2 separate regions of the Triticum aestivum genome follow, and region 1 is linked to region 2. A link is a contact called in public Hi-C data. All regions are on one chromosome and are shown on one strand. Each heading gives the region's core, a stretch centred on a gene start, on an enhancer-like site or on the middle of the called end of the contact. The rest is flanking DNA. Distances are from core to core; before and after follow the strand shown. Region 1 has its middle 39 kb from the start of LOC123046181. Region 2 holds the start of LOC123041725 (probable metal-nicotianamine transporter YSL9).

Region 1 (4,566 bases), core at 1,033-3,532, 290 kb after region 2:
AGAACCAGATCGATCGCCACGCGAAAGCTGATCAATGTTGACGGGTTCGGCCAGTTTGTCAGCGCTGAAAATACGCCATGGAAACCACTCGCAAGCTGACTGACTGACTGTACCGACCGACTAAACTACGTGCAGTGGCAGCGATCGAGACGACGACATGCACATTTTATATACTCCACTATGATTGCAGTATACTATCGGCAATTCGGCATGGGATTTAGTTTAATCAGATGGCGATCGAGCTCAGGCGAGACGACATCCCATGAGGCATTCCCTCGTAATCGAGTGCCCCCAAAGATTTCGGAGTGTCACGGATGGCGATGGGCTCCAGCAGCCACTCGACTGCTTCCACTAAACACTCGGTAATAATCTAATCTATTGGCCCTGGACTATGTATGGATGGCTGGATCATGGATTGGATGGATAGGTAGATCTTGATCCGTTCTTTTGCCTAACTAGAGTTAAATTGCAAAAAACATCGACACTTTAGGCAAGGTTTGCAGGAACCACACATTTACGAAATTGTGCAAAAAAACACTAGTTTTTTTTCATAATTTTTTACAAAAAACATTAGTTGGCGGCTTTGGTCGTTTTGATGACGATTATGACATGTGGGTCCTGGAAATTATGACGTGGCGTAACGGTTCGCAGGTGACGCCGTTAAATAGGGGATTTTACACCGACGCCCTTCTTCAAAAACTTAAAAAGCAATCAGCCCCCTCCTCCTCGCGTCTTCTCTCCGGCCCCCTTCCCCACCGGAGCAGCAGCTACCGCGGGCGCCGGAGCACCGGCAGCAGCAGCAGCTTTTGCGGGGGCGAAGCTGCTGGGGGAGCTGACACCGGAGCAGCAGCCGCGGTGGCCGCGCACGGGCGTGAGCATCAGCCGCGGTGGCCGCGGATGGGCGCAAGCAGCAGCCCTGGCGGCCGCGAGCTGCAGCCGCGCCGGCCGCGGCCAGTCGGCCATGCTGCAGGGCGGGGGCGATGGAGGTCGATCCGGTGGCGGCCAGCTGGGGCAAGGGCGGCGGCGGGCAGCGTGCCCGCGAGCTCGGACCCGGGCTTCCGGTGCCCATGCGTGCTGGCACCTTGAGGGGCTCGGCGTCGGCCTCCTGATGCAGACGCCGGGACATGCTTGAAGGCTGCAGTGAGCGGACCAGAGAAGACGCACCACGAGCCCGTGCACGTGCTCGGACAAGGCGAGGTAGCATGGAACGGCGAGTTGAGAAACAACGACGACCACCGGGGCTCGGAGCTTGTCGGCGAGGGTGCAGGAGGAGGCGGAGCTTGACGCTGGGATGTCCAGGAGGTCGGCGTTGACGCTGCGGACCAGACGGTGTCTAGGATGAGGACCGAAGGAGTCTGCCGGTGGCTAATTTGATGGTGGTGCGCCATGACCGAGGTTGGAGAGCAAGGTCGCTGCCGACGGCTATGGCGTGTCCCTGGCTCAGTCAATGAAGCAGGAGTGAGAGGGAGACAGGGCGAGGCGGATGCACATGATGCTGAAGCTCGTGGTTGTCTCCAGCCACATCAACGACAAGCGACGGCCATGGCGGTGCTCGGTTTGGTCCGATGTTCCTGATCCAGAGGTGTACGACCCGAGGCCGGTGGCGGAGGCAAGGTCCGGCCGTCCTATGCGCAGGAGTGTTTTTTCAGTTTGACCGCGGGTGTTCTTTTTTGAAGAAGTGAGGGAGTTTTTGGTAAAAAAGTATCTCTAACGACCTCTAGCATCATCAGTTATGCCACGTCATCATTTCCGGGACCCACCTGTCATAATCGTCATCAAAACGACCAAAACTGCCAACTAGTGTTTTTTGCAAAAAATTATGAAAAAAAATTAGTGCTTTTTGGCACAATTCCGTAAATATGTGGTTCCTGCAAACCTTGCCTGAAGTGTCGATGTTTTTTGCAATTCACTCGCCTAACTAGGTCAGGGTCCACTGGAAAGTTGAAAAGGGCTAGAAAATGGTATATGCCTGTTGAAATGATCTTCTTTTAGGAGAAATCATCTTTCTAATCCAGTCATGCATCCAGGACGCAGTCCGCATAATAAAGCAGTTTGATCGTGTACCGATCACGTAGACGGTCAGCAGCACTTTTCACCACACATGAAAATGCAGTAAATTCAATTATGCTAATGGGCATAATAACAATCTTATCTCTGACGTTTCAACGGTCTTGCAACATTTAGCTGAGAACGTACGTACGTATATCTTGAGGTCAATCTTTCCAGTCCTGCCGACTACGCAGCCACAGGAGATATATATGTACAAGAAAATGGCTGATTTATGATGGCAGCATGATCTCACCTTGCGGTAAGCACCCACCGTACAATTGTTTAACACTTCCACGCCAGATCGATCCCGCTTATACAAAAATCCAAAGCTCTTCATGTGACACTACGCCGTTTGACTTATGCCACGTGCTCCTTTTTCAATAGCATCGGTCGTACACGACCCCGGAATAGATATACGAACCGGTCTAGCTAAGGTCCAACGACAAGGACACACTTGGGTTGAGATTAGCTAAGCGGGCATTATTAGTGGAAATAAACTACGCAGTTCGTTCCTATCACATGACATGCCACCATGCACGACAGACGGATTCCTTCAGGTACGCCTAGCCCGAGCGCCCGCGCCCCCCCGTCAGCCTCGCCGGTGGCGAGCCACTAGGAGCCTCCACCGCCCCGCTGCCTCGCCGAATACCGCCGCCCCGCGCCAGCACCTCGCCTCGCCGTCCGCCGCTATGGGAGTCCAACTCCGAGCTCCTCTGCGCCCCCACCAAGCCTCCTCGTCGTCGTCTGGCCCCGCCGGACCGGGATCCGCCCCCTCCATCTCGCCCGGTGCCGCCCCTCGCCGTCTCGCCGCCGCATCGCCGGAGACCCCGCCGGCGCGGCCTCCCTCGTCCGCGCACGCGTGCAGGCGCACGCGAAGCCGTGCCTTCACACGTGGGCCGGCCCCGCCCCGGCCCAACGCGTCTCCAAGGCCCAGCCAGCCAGCCTCCTCGCAAACTGGGCCAAGCCCATGGTGAGCCCCTGTTTTCCTCGCCATGGGCGATGCATCAGTACATTGCGCTCACTCATTTTCCTATAATTTTTGTGATTGCTATAATTTTGTCCTTATTGATCCTATGGAGACGTGTAATATATGCAAATGATCTACCCTCTGTGCTCTTGATGATGGTTGTTTTTGCATTCATGTTAGGGATCATCTTCATGCCACAAATTCTGTTGCAAAAGTGCTTGTTGATGTTAAATGCTGAAAGCTGATAAAAATTGCGATTTTGTCTTTTTCATATCTTTTTGTATGATTTTCTTTTGAGCAACTTGCCTACATGTTTCAAAGCACAATCATGTCATCTTTGCAATGGTGTGATCCATTCTTCATGATATGCACTGTAGTGACTAGAACAAGCTTGCCAAGTGGCCTACTCGTTGTTTGCTGTTTTCAGAGACTTAGTAATTTCTGGTAAGTCAGAATCTGTTATATTATGACGCCATGCTTGATGCTAGCATCAAATCTATGCATAATATGGAGATGTTCAGTACTCATGTTTTGAAGACCATGTTATGCTCTATCCATTCATGCCTTTGTTTGCATTTATAACCTACTATAGCTTGTTGTTTTCATGCTCTCAAATTGCTTGAAAATGTTGTTGTCAGTCTATTAACAGCATGTTCCATTTTGCAAAGCTCATTGTAATTAATATATGCATCTTATAAATTGTGCCACTGGTTTAATTGGAATTATGACATGCCTACGTCATGCTTATGACCTTTGCATAATTATTAAAATTGCTATGCTTACTATTGTGTGCCTCCAAAGTCAGCATCTTAATGTTATTGTTGGATTCCCATATTTTCACTAAGTCTGAGATATGCTATTTCATGTTTGCATCTTGTCTTGATGAATGCCATGAACTTGTTGCTCATATCATGAAGTCTTGAGCTCCATGATATGTAATAGCATGCTATGCCTTTTGATGCCATGTTCAAGCACTGTAGCACACTTGTTTCATGCCTCCAACATGCCATCATATTAACTCTGCTCATGTATATGCCTAGTTTTCTACAGTCATGAATCTGTAACAGAACTTTGCATTATGTATTGATCATATTGGTTTAATCCTGATGCCTATGTACCTGAACCTTAATGATATTTGAAGCATGTAATCTGTACTTGAAATACATATCAAGTTTGTGCCCATATGTTTCCTGTAGCATGTTGTTTCCTTGCTTGTAATATGCCTACTTGCTATTTTGAGCAGTTTGTCTTTTAAACTTGTTTCGTGTGTATGTGTTGAACCGTTGCTCCGTTTTGATCATGTACTATATGAAACTTACTTGGTTTTGCATGTAGTTTCACCATGTCATGTTGTATCCATGTTTTGGAGTGTTTGTGATTGTGTTTTTCTTGCATTTGCATCAATGCCATGTGCCGATCGCCGGTCCACCGCCACCCGCCGGTGCCGATCGGCGCGCCGAGATCGCGCGCATCCGATCCTCGCTGCCGGAGCAGGTGCGGCAGGAGCCGAGGTATGCCCCCGACAGCCAAACGTTGTGGATGGTGTACTT
Region 2 (4,333 bases), core at 698-3,197:
CACACGTGAGAGGGGATGTTGAAGTGTATGTGTGGATTGCCTAGGTCGGGATGTGTTGAAGTGTATGTGGATTGTCTAGCCCTTTCCATCGGTAGACTTTTGGTTGTGTTGGTTAGTGCATGAATCTTAACATGGTAGCAGGGCCTAAGGTCTCGAGTTCAAATCTTGGCTTTCGCAATTTATCCAAAAATTGTTGTTAAAGCTTAACAGAGGCATGTTGCAGGACGTGGGGGATTACTGATTCGGTCTAATCAAAGATGATTGTGGCCAAGTCAGTGCACGATTGAGAGGAGTTCCGGTGGTGGCCTAGTGGCGGCTATCTCCGGTGGATATCAAGGTCGGTTCGCTCCGAGTAATGGGTCCAGCAGCTGTTGGAAGATCCACCATCAAGACGGTGACTGGAACACTATTCATATCTAGGTTAAATCCCGTGATATGGCTTTACTAGTCAAACGGCAACGACAAACTTGCGTCGTCTCCTTGTTGAAGGCATTGTCTCGACAAACTTGCATCCTCTCCTTGTTGAAGGCATTGTCCTTCTGTTGATGCTTTTACCTTTGACTTGAAGGATCCGGCATCCAAGATGAAAATCCATGTCCTGGCCTTCACAGGCTAGACTCAATGACATGGACACAAGTGTTTGTTTCAAGAGAATGACGACTTAGTGATAGGTGTTTGTTTGTCACATCTTGTAATGGCTCTACATTGTTATTCATTTCATCTACTCTATTGCATACCACGAGGTGTTCCCCAAGGTTTCCAAGGGTATTGCACAGATTGCAGTGCAGCGTATCCGATTGGTCCTAGAGTCCTAGTTAGCCTATCCCATTGGAACATGTCGAATTCAAAAATGTGCCCTGGCTTTTTATGTTTTGTAACAGTCCTTTCTTAGTGAATACTAGCAATGATCCTGCTATTTTTACTCAAAAAACAAGGCACATTCAGTAGGGACCATGAGGCCATCACCGGTCAAATCGGATATCATGAAAATGAAAGAAATGAAATCAGGAGCGAGGAGCTCCACAATTCGAAGGCAAAAAAAGCATGAAAATGGTACTCCTAGTACTGACGTCAAACTACATCACCAAAGTAAATCAAAGTCAGCTTGCCTAATCCGTGAGTTGGTCTTATCCTTATAAACAAACAAGGATAGCAAGACAGAGACAAAAAGACCTTACGCCGCACGCGTAGGCGTAGGACAGCAGAAGGAGCCAACATTTTTCAGTCGTCGAAGCAAGAGCAATACAGATAGTGACAAGGAGTTGATTACCACTTTGACAGTATGCAAGCAACATTTGTAGAGGAGCAAGTTTGGAAGAAAGGTAAGCAGTTCGCCAGCTCTAGCTTGTGAAGGTAATTTGGAACAGTATGGGGAGCACGGGCATACGGACCTTCCTGAGAGGGACGAGCGCGATGATCCCCACGAAGCTGACGGCGAGGAGGAAGCCGGTCATCCACGCAATGCCGGGCTCCTTGTAGCTCCCTGGCACGTTGCCCTCCGTCTCCTCCCCGGCCATCTCGTAGGTGTTCTTGTCGAGCGCGAGCAGGTAGGACCCGAACCCGCCTGTGGGAAGGGAAGGGAAAAATCCAAGGACGCGTCTCAATCCAAGGTCTCCACTTGACAAATTGGCGGATGTGATGTGTGGCCAGCACTGACCTCCGACGGCGATGCTGTAGCAGGCGACGGCGCAGGTCTGCACGACGGTGTTCTCCTGGCACGTGAAGGGGCGGGCGGCAACGCCGAGGCGGGCCAGCGCCTTGGTCCAGCCGCGGAGGACGACGAAGGCGATGAGCGCGGCGGAGACGTTGAGCGTGGGGACGAGGCCCGTGGTGAGGTTGAGCTTCATCACGATGACGCTGTACATTGCGGTGCCTTAAAGCACATGCCTTTGAATCACTGACATGTGGGCCAGCCACCTGTTGGACCCACATGTCATAGACACAAAGGTAGGTGCCTTAAGACACCGAAGCATTGTCCGCATCTGCTACACAGCCTCACGGGGAGCAGCCACCGATTGCTACGGTGCGGAGCATACATTGGTGTGGTGTGTCCTCTTCCGTCGCCTTTCCATCATTTTCTGAAGTGGTCGCTCCCAAGCTCCCAAGCTTTTTGGTCGAAGCTAGAGGGCCCAGCAGGTGAGATTTTTCTCATGCTCTCTGTATCCGCAATTCTCCATTCTAACCGAAGAATCAAGAATGTCCTTCTTGCTCCATGGATTCTGCCTTGGAATCACTCACAGCTCTCTCGAGAGAGCTCGCTCGGTGCCAGTAGTACAAGTGTAGAGCTCACTAATGATTAACGAACACCGTCCTCTGTCCGGCGGTCCGGTGACTCCGTCTGGCCCCGGGCTCGAATCTGACGCTGCGAGAATCTGTCACCACTGTGCAGCAGGACAGGCGGAGGAAGCACCGGAGGCCGCCGCCGTCGCCGGGCGTCGAGCTCGCGATGGCGCCGCACTCGCGGGACGGCCGCAGAGTCCATTTCGAGGAGATCCGCGAGCTCGACGGCGACGGCGACGACTCCGAGCTGGGGGCCGGGCACGCGCGGGGCCGCGTGCCGCCGTGGCGGGAGCAGCTGACGGCGCGCGGGATGGTGGCGAGCCTGGCGGTCGGCATACAAGCAAACTGACGGGAGTTGCTCCTCGGCACGCATCGTCGATAAAATATCTGCTGATCAACGCTCGGGAACGAGCCCCGTCCAATCAGAACTCCAGATCCAAGGGGCTGAAATTGGAGAGATTTTTATCTAAAAAATAACAGAGTCAACGAAGATCCGGGCGAGATCGATCTGCGGACTGCGGTGGCTCGAAAAATCTTTTACTGACACGATTGCGTAGCTGAAAGAAAGGTGACTCCGCATAAGGCTAGCCATAGTGGGGGTAATATAACCGGTAACATGCACTTGGGAGGTGCAGGAGTCCCAAGTGCATGTTATATAACCGGTGCTTCGTCTTCCCTGGTCCCCCTGCTGTATTGGTGACCGAGGCCTGCTCCTGCACCTTTCATAGTTAATTCAGACAACGGATTCAGAGCCGCAAGTAGGACCCTTCTTCCTCCTGTCGACGCCGACCGCCATTGCCCCTTTTACTGCTCGCTCTGTTGCTCGCAAACTGGTTGCTTGCACCGTGTTTCTTTGGCATGGCCACCGCCGGCCATGGCCGTGCCCATGTCTACCCCACCAGCGACCATTTAGTGCCTGGGTCAGCGGTGGACCTGCAAGCAGGTCTGGCTGTATGCCTGTGTATTGCCATATGAGATTGGTCAAAAAACAATGTTTTTTTCTTTCGCTCGTCCTTTGCACAAGAAAGTTGCACAATTGAAATATCTAGATATATTGGACCTCCAAGCTACAATCTAAAATTTCTGAATATAATGTAGTTTCATACTCAGAAACATGCAAATTGTCTACATGATACAAATTGAAATTTACAGGTATATAATGTAGTTCCATATTCAGAACATGCAAATTGTCTACATGATACAAATTTAAATTTACTGGTTATGAACTTATGATTAAAAAATAAGTAAATTTTATTGCAGAGTAATTGAAGAGGGAAGAGGACCATAGACATTGCTTCTCTTTTTTGGAGACATGCTTCTTTAAACTTCTCAAGGTATGTATTATGTAGACTTCTTTTATGCAAAACTGACACTTAATTGAGAATTTTAGTATGTCTGCAACAACATATTATTCTATTTCTATGTGCTGACATTCTATATTTGTTGTCGAAATTGTGGACCACCCTGTTTTCATATCCTAGCTCCGCCACTGGGAGTAATACGCAGCAAATCACACGGATTCTCGTCTGAAAGGACTAATCAGTGATCACTGATCTTTTTTTTGTTGCGAACTAGTAGTAGTGATCACTGATCTGATCAAGATACATAACAAATATGAGGATGAAATTGGGGAGAGGAGGCAACTCTCCTTGCGTGGCTTGCTTCCAAACCAGTCCAGGAAGCGCCTCTTTCATTAAATCAAAGGTGTTTTATTGTTTGTTTGTTTTTGGCGAGGACTAAAAACTTGTATAAAAACAAATATGTCTGACGGTTGATATTATTTCATAATTTTTTTTAGGGAAATGACCAAAATAAGCCTTGAACTTGTAGACGAAATCTAAATCAAACTGAACTCTCAATCCCAGAAATCAGCATACCAAACTCTCTTATCCCGGTCTATTTTGAACCTTGAGAAGATTTAGTTGGTATTCCTTTTTCTTTATTTTTTTCTTTTTGTTTTCCTTTGTTTTTTCTTTGGTTTTGTTCTGCTTTTTTCCTTGTTTTTCCAATGGTTTTATCTGGTTTTCCTTTCTTCTTTATACTTTTTGTTTTT

What was found. Hi-C and Micro-C count contacts between places; a contact is called where the count stands out from the background.
Region 1: a contact with region 2 is called in a Hi-C map of leaf, with 4 times the contacts expected there. The contact joins the enhancer-like site here to the promoter of LOC123041725 in region 2. A contact is called at or near these places in 2 of 5 Hi-C or Micro-C datasets (leaf and root).

Annotation. Positions count from the first base shown.
Region 1 is chr2B:587,882,444-587,887,009 of IWGSC CS RefSeq v2.1, forward strand. No RefSeq gene overlaps it. Among protein-coding and RNA genes, the nearest start is that of LOC123046181, 39 kb to the right of the region's middle. Within about 2 kb of position 2,283, at least 2 of the 8 cell types and tissues checked have an H3K27ac peak or open chromatin away from gene starts, as enhancers often do. A contact at or near this core is called in leaf, where this site is marked.
Region 2 is chr2B:587,592,950-587,597,282 of IWGSC CS RefSeq v2.1, forward strand. It overlaps LOC123041725 (probable metal-nicotianamine transporter YSL9), which reads right to left and starts at 1,948. Exons shown (of 7, transcript XM_044464297.1): 1 at 1,658-1,948; 2 at 1,392-1,564. The coding sequence starts at 1,865.